3 separate regions of the Xenopus tropicalis genome follow, and regions 2 and 3 are each linked to region 1. The links are chromatin contacts, called in public Hi-C maps. All regions are on one chromosome and are shown on one strand. The core of a region is the stretch at or near the end of the contact, and the rest is flanking DNA. Distances in the headings are between cores, read along the strand shown.

Region 1 (3,067 bases), core at 349-2,848:
ACATGAAATGAGGTCCTCTAACAAGGTCAAGAAACTAATGTAAAAAAAAAACATTATATGACTCCACTGTGTTCTATAAAAGGATTTTAGGCATAGATAAAAGATTTAATTCAAAGATAAAAGATATCTGTCAAAACATTTGGCTTTAAAATGTTCTTATCTGGCTTGATATTTCTGCTGCTAGCATGTATGTATCTTTCAAAAGTATATTAAAATTTTGTACTTAAAGTTTGCTCCTGGTCTAATTACCCATAACAACCAGTCTGATTATTAGTGATTAGAACTGTAAGAAACTTTGCTCCTTTTGTTACATAACCCATAAAGGGGTAATGAAACACAACTGCCCATAGCACCTTTGTACCTGTCAATCCCCTGCTATGTTTTGATCTATTTTAGTTTTTAGCGTACTTTTGTGAATGGGACCACAAATGCACCATTTCCTCAGTTGTATACAGTATGTAGCAACCACTACTAGACAGGGTTGCCAACTACAGAAAAGCACTATTTTTTAGGGATAGATAAAAGGAAATGTGCATCACAAAACCTGGTAGTATTTAAAATATAGGGAATAATGAATCCCAAATGGATAAGCAGGGTAGTGTGATTAATACTGCAAGAAATGAAAGGTTAACAACTCAATAATTGCCAGATTTTCTGTGGATTGGACTCATTACTAGCCACACTATTCAAAAGAGCAGCACCAATCCTAGAAAAGGGAGAAGCAGTAATTTACCTCAGAGGATTCAAAAGCAGCCCTTCTCTATGAATCATGGTTTGATTTTCTTGACCATAGCAATTAATCAATGCCCCCTCCCCATACCTATAACTGCTTATTTGTCAATGCCAGAAGCAGATGAGTTTTAAATGACTAGTTAAAATGTAGAGCTAAATGTGGTTTGCAATAATGCAATCAGATATCCACCATAACTAGAATTGAAAGATTTTTATTTTGATGTTTTTAGTGTTTAAAGACATGAGCAATTTTAGGACATACTCAGCATTCCCCTGGACACCTCCCCATCTGTCTCAGCATTCCTACTTTCATTATCACACATAAGGTTAGAAAGCAGTGAAAAACAGAATGTGTATGTATGTATGTGTGTATATATATATATATATATAATATATTTGTGTGTGCATGTGTGGGTAGATGTGTGGGGCATGAATAACTAAGATAGGGAAAATGTGATTTATTTTGTGAGATATGTTCTAATCATGAAACTGACAATGCATTCATCAAAATCTGTCAATGTGCAGGTGTTTCTCAGGTTACACTAAATATGCTGTCTATGTAACCTTCAGTAGCCTAAGGCCTGGATTTTGCCACTTGCCTCTGTGCAGAGATTACTTAAAAATAACAAGATAAATGGAATTATACACCATCAGACAGATGTAGTGCTTGTAGGTACACTTATACAGGGATAGACTTAAAAACAAGTAGCTTTGCCTGTGGGCTTTGTGTATGAGATGGCTAGCGCTTCAGTTGGCAGGGTTAAATTGCATATTTTATCACAAAAGCAATTAAAGGGGATTTAGGAAGGTTGGGAGATATCACTGTCAGATGACCTTTTGCTCTGGACCTTTAAAATCAAACAGGCTTATTTAGTTACACTTGTAGCTTCTTTGTAGTGCTGCCATACACCTTAAATCTCCCACACGCCTAAAATTTAGTCCCACCCAAATTCCAAAGATCTCTTTTGTTTTCATCAAAGTTTAGACAGCCGCCTGTATTTGTGCTGTTTATATCACAAAGGTAAAGGATTATCATCCCAGCAAAACAACAGTGTTAAAACTATTTATCTCTACAAGCCTAATTTGGGTTCGTTTTGAGGGATGCACAAATTTAGAATGAATTGGGCATTGTAGGTAATTTGGCTATTTAGCCCTTCATCATCTTACCAATTATATGTAAATACCTCAAGCGCCCAAAGAAGCTTATTGTAAATAGGAGTGAAGAACAAAAATGTTCTAAAACTAAGCAATTCAACTTTTTTCACAGAACTGTCAAAGATTTACCTGTGGCATTTCAGTGCACACTGACACATACTGAACATTGCATGACATTTCCCTTGCAGGCTCTTGTGTCTGCTGTGATGCCAATAAATGCTGATTAAATACTGGTGAAATATGTATTTGAATAGGTTACATGTTTTTAGAGATGTAAGGACCCCAAAGGAACCCAGTGCAAAAGTAGCATATGGGTATATTAAAGATGATCTTAAGCCCTAATATTTAGATTTTTAGGACAATTGTTTTCTTGCTTCGCTATTCAGTATTTATAACTACTGTGCAGAGGACTGCCACTGTTTGAAATTACCAAAGGCTGGAATTAGTGCCCTAAATCACTCCAGTGTGATTGAATAGCAGGCTGAGAGATACACAGAGTTACTCAATGCTGTTAATTGGAAGCGACCAATAGCAAATCCTTTATGCAATAATCCTCAAGGGCTCTAAGGCTACAGGGATATTCATAATGGATTTCATTTTGTCCCCTTGACCACTGTTAAATAATACTATAAACATACAGCATCACTGCCACATTCGAACCTATGTAAATTTCATGGTTAATATATGACTTAACTCTTTAAATGCTTAAAATATGAGGGCTTTATCAGCAGTGGTCAAAGTCAAAGCTCAGATCATGTTGTACAATTAGTGTCTGCAAATTATCACAAACAATAAAGTAATAAGAACCATTTTCCAATAATTACTACATAACAAGTAAATAAATCCAGAATGTTAAATTCAAATAATATTTTGGTTTTCACATTTGGTGATCTGGCTGTTGTGGAACAAACTTCCAACAGCAGCGCTTGAGAAGGCATGCTGGGAGTCAAAGTGATGCAGTAGGTAGAGCACTAAAGATTGCCTAACATAACTATGCCTTATACAGCGAGAACAATAGAGAACATCACTCCCTTTTGAATGGTTAATTTGTGTCCTAAATGTTTCCTGTAATGCTGGTGGCTGATCTAGTAAGTCCTACAGATCTGATTATCAATTACAAGATTTTGAATAGCTGGTTTTGATGTTCATGCAGGGTGTGTTCAGTCCTTTTCAAAGCTAT
Region 2 (3,155 bases), core at 333-2,832, 150 kb after region 1:
AGTGCAAAGTTATGCACTTTGGTAGGAATAATATAAACGCAAACTATCTACTGAATGGTAGTGTGTTGGGGGCATCCTTAATGGAGAAGGATCTAGGGGTTTTTGTAGATCACAAGTTGTCTAATTCCAGGCAGTGTCATTCTGTGGCTACTACAGCAAATAAAGTGCTGTCTTGTATAAAAAAGGGCATTGACTCAAGGGATGAGAACATATTTTTGCCGCTTTATAGGTCCCTGGTAAGGCCTCACCTTGAGTATGCAGTGCAGTTTTGGGCTCCAGTCCTTAAGAAGGATATTAATGAGCTGGAGAGAGTGCAGAGACGTGCAACTAAACTGGTAAAGGGGATGGAAGATTTAAGCTATGAGGTTAGACTGTCGAGGTTGGGGTTGTTTTCTCTGGAAAAGAGGCGCTTGCGAGGGGACATGATTACTCTGTACAAGTACATTAGAGGGGATTATAGGCAGTTGGGGGATGTTCTTTTTTCCCATAAAAACAATCAGCGCACCAGAGGTCACCCCTATAGATTAGAGGAACAGAACTTCCATTAGAAGCAGCGTAGGTGGTTTTTCACGGTGAGGGCAGTGAGGCTGTGGAATGCCCTTCCTAGTGATGTGGTAATGGCAGACTCTGTTAATGCCTTTAAGAGGGGCCTGGATGAGTTTTTGAACAAGCAGAATATCCAAGGCTATTGTGATACTAATATCTACAGTTAGTATTACTGGTTGTATATATATAGTTTATGTATGTGAGTGTATAGATTGGTTAGTATAGGTTGTGTGCTGGGTTTACTCGGATGGGTTGAACTTGATGGACAATGGTCTTTTTTCAACCCTATGTAACTATGTAACTATGTAACTAAATTGCTGTGCCATTTGCTTGTAAAGAAAATGTTCTGTATTTATAATTTGGGTTTACTGTTTCTACTGCTCTGCTATTCACCATGGAAATGTGTATTTTTGCATGCTTTATTCTTTTGAACAGGAGATCATGTAGTGTGCCTTATCAGAGCAACCAATGAAATCTCATTTTTAGACTCCTGTAAATCAGTAGACTCTTGTGGCACAATTGTCATGTTTAATGGCAGCATTACTTGCTTAATTTTACCAAGTGATTACCTGTAAATGCAGCACCTCACAGACAGAATTAACCTTATTATAGGAAAACAATTGAACAACATTGATTCACACAATGCTAATTTAAATGTATGTATGCTATGGCCTTGATTTAAACATGATTCTCTAAGCCAAATAAACTACTACTATCTGTTTTTCCTAACTGTTTAGAGATCTGTGTATATGAAACAATGAATACTTTGCCTTGTTAACCTCAAACCATTTAACAGCACAACAGTGCCAAAAACTGATCTTGCCCATTAAACGTCACTCACTGGCTGTTTCCCTAATAAACAAGGGTGTTTTTGCTAGCTACGTGTAGATAATAATCATTTTATCTGCATTTCAACTTAATTAGGGCTTAATTAGGACTCATATGCAAAGTGGACTGCCACAACAGTATGTGCCTTGTTGTAGGGTCCTGAAATCAGGCTTCAGATCCAATAAACTAATCTTTCTTCTAACTGACTTACCCTCCCCATTTCCACACCTTCAGTCACACTGGATTACAAAGCCTGCTTTTGAGGAAGTTAGAGAGGGCGTTTACAAGATAGAGAGATCGTTTACATCATAAAGACTCAGCTTCTGTCGAAAACACTACACATCTTCAGTGATTATAATTGCAAGCCTGTTTACTGTGTAGCTTTTGTAAATACTAGCTTCCTTGCCAACTAATTACATTTTATTAAACGTGTAGCTGTCTAATAAAATGGCACTGATACAACAAATCTGCACAGAAATTCATTTTTAACTAAAGTCTGGAGCCTGAAATAAGCTTTCTATAACCTATATTCTTGTTGAGCCCCCTATTTTTTTCAGTGACAGAGAAGTGATTACATTTAGAGAAAATAAGACCCAGACAAGAAGGCGAGGATCAAATCCTGTCTTTACTTAGAGAAGGTTAAAAAAAAAGCTGTTTTACCCTTGGTACCAAGACAGTGTAATGTAGAGCATTCAGAACTGAGCTTAAGGCTACACAGGGCTGCAGATTTTTAACTAAATATTAACAAAATAAAGGTCCCATAAAATCCACACCTCCATTCTGATTTTCATTTTTTTATTTCCATTTCTTTGTTAGTCCCCACAAAGTGGCTGTTCAGGTATAATAGGAATAATGTGTTAATGTTATATATGTTTAATGTATTTAGTTATATATATTACACAATGTAACAGTCATAAATATCTGCAAGCTTTTTAATAAACTTATAACTTTGAGTTATAGCGATATAGAGATAGAATACAAAAATGATATATGATAAAGGCTACGTTAAAAATATAATTGTTATTTCTGTTATTATCATAAAATATAGGCACTATGCCAACTACATTCAGTTAAAAATTGAATGCTTTTTATTATACATTTGATCAGTAAATTCTACACCTACACTGCAACCCACGGTCAACAGTTATTCAAGTGTAGTATTATAGAAAAGCACCCACCCTAGAATAATTAGCACAACAATACACTTAAAAAAGAGCATATGTCAGCCCCGTGGTGCAGAGGGCAGATCTTATTACACAAAGAGAAGGCTTTTATACAAACCAGAACAGGCATTTCCATGATACTCATATAGGTTTTTCCCCCTTTTTCCTTTTTCTTGAATAATGATTCCTTTCTAACTTGCTTCTTGTAGCTTTTTATTTTAAAGACAAGAGGCTTGCATTGCCTTCAAAGCTTTCTATAAAATTTTATTCTAATATATTTACTATGTTAAAACGTTTATACAAGCTAATTTAAAATGGTCATCTTTTTAGCAGCTAAAAGCTGCTAAATTAAAGTTGGTGTTGGAAAAAAGCAGGGCAATACAAATCAATATGTAGACAAAAATGTTTAACTCTTATTATAATGTGATGATATTTTAAAAACTTTATTAACTATAGAATTTAGATTTTGGAAGTGTATTATCATTGGGTCGGTGCATATTTTAGAACAAACCTTTTAGTTCTGAACTAACTAAAGACTAAGGCAATTATTTTCCATATAGAGTATACAAAGTGCAGGTTTCAAACACAATTCACAATGTTTCTTTTACTCACAATGAA
Region 3 (3,111 bases), core at 332-2,831, 170 kb after region 1:
TATTGCTACCAAGAGTGTGCAAACGTATTTGTTAAAACATTAATCTTCCTTAGGCAATCTGTTAAAAATCTGTAATATTTTTGCAGTGTTTCCTGCTTTTTTAATTTCTAATTGAAAACACTAAACGAGCATTGAGGTGCTAATAAGATGCCAGATGGTTGTTCATGGTGGTAAATGGAATGAAGCAGCTGGGATAGTCATTAAGGAATAATGTGGAGACGCCCTATTAAAACAGAACTGTCCTAGAACAAGCACTTGTCGGAAGTAAGGCGAGATTTGTAAATAAAATATTAATGAAACACCCTTAAGAATCAGGTCGGTGATCATGGAAAAAACAAAGCTCACTTTATCTGCCCAGTTGTCTGTACAGGCGCAAACAAATTAGATCGCCCCTTGCTTATAGTCGTGTACAGTACATACACACAGTACTGTGTGGAGGACAAAATACTAATATAATTTCATCAAATAATAGTGGTTATGTCCAGCCTCATCATATGTCTTTCTTGTCGGTTTCTGTTAGCATGACAGTCTAATCCCAGATATGGTCATACAGTAATTATTTTTTCCAAAAATCCACGTTTCTGTGAAACAACCGTTACTGTTTTTGTTTTGATAGTGTATTATAACGGTTCATCGTGTGTATATGTTTTGCCTGTTTAATTAGCAAATTAGGATCTTTTTCATTTATGTCACTATAAATCTAAAAGTGACGAAAAGCTCCTGCATTTTGTGGGTGTCATTTCAACAGAACAGACAGATATTCATACGCAGATTTTCATATAATGCTTTGATTTTAGTCACCTAAGAAGCTGCAAATGGCCGTGTGATAATTTTGGGCAAATGCTTTATCCTTTATTATAGTTTCTAGAAGTTAGCACACTGCTTTAATTTGTGAAAAGAAACTCTGATGAGTGTCAGCGTGGCAAACTCAGAGATTCTCAGCTTTAGGCGACGCTAGAACGTCTTTCTATTTTAGTGCAATAGCTCCCTCTATAGACTTATATTGGTACCGCCACACTTCTTACAAATTATTGTAAAAATGCCGTAGTTCAATGCGACAATCAGTTATAACTACAACCTGTAATTAAAATCAACTACAAATAAAAGTCAACTGCAACTACAATCTTATAGTAGTTTTATCGCCTAAAACGGTATTTGTATGACTATACATTTATATGGCTGCTGGATAAAATTAGTTTAAATCCATCAAATTCGTTATTAGAAAGGTGGAAAGACTTATTAGCACCCTGTAATGTGTCACAGAGAAGAAGGACATATGCTGAACTATTTCGATTAGATGCCTGTATATGGCGGCTACAAAATAGCTCATGTAAGCCTCCAATTTCACCCTGTACAATCAAAATGGATATTTAGTTGTGTTAAAGGGGGACTGGCTTTCTAGGGACATCATTATTGATATTTGTACTGTGCCTACCCACTGAATGAGGTTAATTAAGATTTAACAAATTGCAGGCAGAAGGGCGTTACGTTTCTCTTTAGCCTGCAAAACCAGTCTATTCTCTGATGCACTTTGAATTGCTAATTCGTATTTGTATATAGAGCTGCGTCATTTACAATTCTATCGTATGTAAGTACAGTAATTGAATTGCATAAGATTGTATATTTCACCAACAGTCACACAAACACACTCTTGCACGTTGGGATGTCTAAACATTAATTGGTGTGAGTTCCTACACATTAATAGGAGGCCTTTGTCACTTGTGTGTCCATACATCAGTGAGGGCTGTACTCAAATGTATTCCCTGCCGTTTTGTAGCACTTTTCTCCCTCTAATAGTTTAATTAAATTTCCTAATCTTTACTTTAAATACCAGTAATTACTGTACGAATTAGAGCTGATAAACCTGTACAACTTTTTACAGATAGGTAAGAAAGTTAATAAGTGAGTATATTCAGACGGCCACATAATTGCAAATCTACCTATAATTGTATTATTCTTTCTATTTTTTCTGCATTAACAAGGTCGATGGTTTAACCATGCCCAGCTCACATTCATATAATTCAGCACGAGTTTAATTCGGTATACGTTTATTCATGTTAATTTAGGTCACCTTTGGAAATGAATTTCCGTATCCATCAAGAAATAATATTTTGTTATAAATTCAGTTCCTGTGCTCCTCACTATTAGGGAGACATGGCACTGCTGTAGAAATGAATTTAATCGTTTTATACTAGGCCAAAACCTTACTCATTAAATTATTTTTTTATTTGATGGGGCACATATCTCAGTAACAGTTACTGGGCTTTAGAAGTTTATTGAAAATTAATGGAGTGCGATAGAATGTTTTTTAAACGAGCTACAGCTAAGGACTATTTGCCCGCTGCACGTTCTGTCCATAAACGTAGGGCAGATAGCAGCACCCACCATGAACGGAAAGATCAGCCTGACTAGTGTTAAGTTTTACACTTTGCTGGTTCAGAACTTTTAGCCATGATCAATTAATCACCAGCACTTTTATATCCTCTGAAATACGGACAGACTCATATTCATATCTGTTTTAGTGCTCTGACACTGATTAATGTAATATGCACCATAGCTCCGAGAGCAGGTTCTCTCTATGAATCATGCACTATAAAGTTTCAGTCGTCCTTGTAGATTAAAACATTGAAAGAGAAAGGGAGTAGATTGGTTTACTAGGAAAAGTGGCAAAGAGGGTGAGAGGAGGCGAAGAGAGAGAGAGAAAGGCAAAAAAGCAAAGGGAGAGAGCAATCAGGAGGGGTGGGGTTGGAGAAGCCATGTCCTGTAGCTCTGGGCTAATGTTTGTCTGGCAAATGGGATCTGATTTAAATAACCGATGGGTAATTATTGACTATAACAGCCCTTCATTAGTTCAATCATTAGATCTGCCCTGGGAAACAAAGAGAGAATAGATTCCAAGCAGGTGGGCAGCTACACTTGCCTTGTATTCCAGAACATAACTACCCTTTAACACTGTTCCCTTATATAGTGAAAACCCAGCATGATACCAGTGGCAGTTTTACCTAAGGCAACGATGATTTTTTTTAATACAGGCAAAATTAATTTAGTAACGAGCATACACTTCAAATGACAAGATTTGAATGGAGGAAAGAGGAAGGGAGTGCTTATAAT

The links. A called contact is a pair of places that touch in the nucleus more often than the background predicts.
Region 2: a contact with region 1 is called in a Hi-C map of gastrula embryo, with 2.0 times the contacts expected there. The contact joins two enhancer-like sites. A contact is called at or near these places in 2 of 5 Hi-C or Micro-C datasets (gastrula embryo and neurula embryo).
Region 3: a Hi-C map of gastrula embryo shows a contact between it and region 1, with 2.5 times the contacts expected there. The contact joins two enhancer-like sites. A contact is called at or near these places in 2 of 5 Hi-C or Micro-C datasets (gastrula embryo and neurula embryo).

The regions. Positions count from the first base shown.
Region 1 is chr6:68,035,458-68,038,524 of UCB_Xtro_10.0, forward strand. No RefSeq gene overlaps it. Among named protein-coding and RNA genes, the nearest start is that of irx1, 160 kb to the right of the region's middle. Within about 2 kb of position 1,599, at least 2 of the 11 cell types and tissues checked have an H3K27ac peak or open chromatin away from gene starts, as enhancers often do. A contact at or near this core is called in gastrula embryo, where this site is marked.
Region 2 is chr6:68,187,154-68,190,308 of UCB_Xtro_10.0, forward strand. No RefSeq gene overlaps it. Among named protein-coding and RNA genes, the nearest start is that of irx1, 11 kb to the right of the region's middle. Within about 2 kb of position 1,583, at least 3 of the 11 cell types and tissues checked have an H3K27ac peak or open chromatin away from gene starts, as enhancers often do. A contact at or near this core is called in gastrula embryo, where this site is marked.
Region 3 is chr6:68,205,195-68,208,305 of UCB_Xtro_10.0, forward strand. No RefSeq gene overlaps it. Among named protein-coding and RNA genes, the nearest start is that of irx1, 7.2 kb to the left of the region's middle. Within about 2 kb of position 1,582, at least 4 of the 11 cell types and tissues checked have an H3K27ac peak or open chromatin away from gene starts, as enhancers often do. A contact at or near this core is called in gastrula embryo, where this site is marked.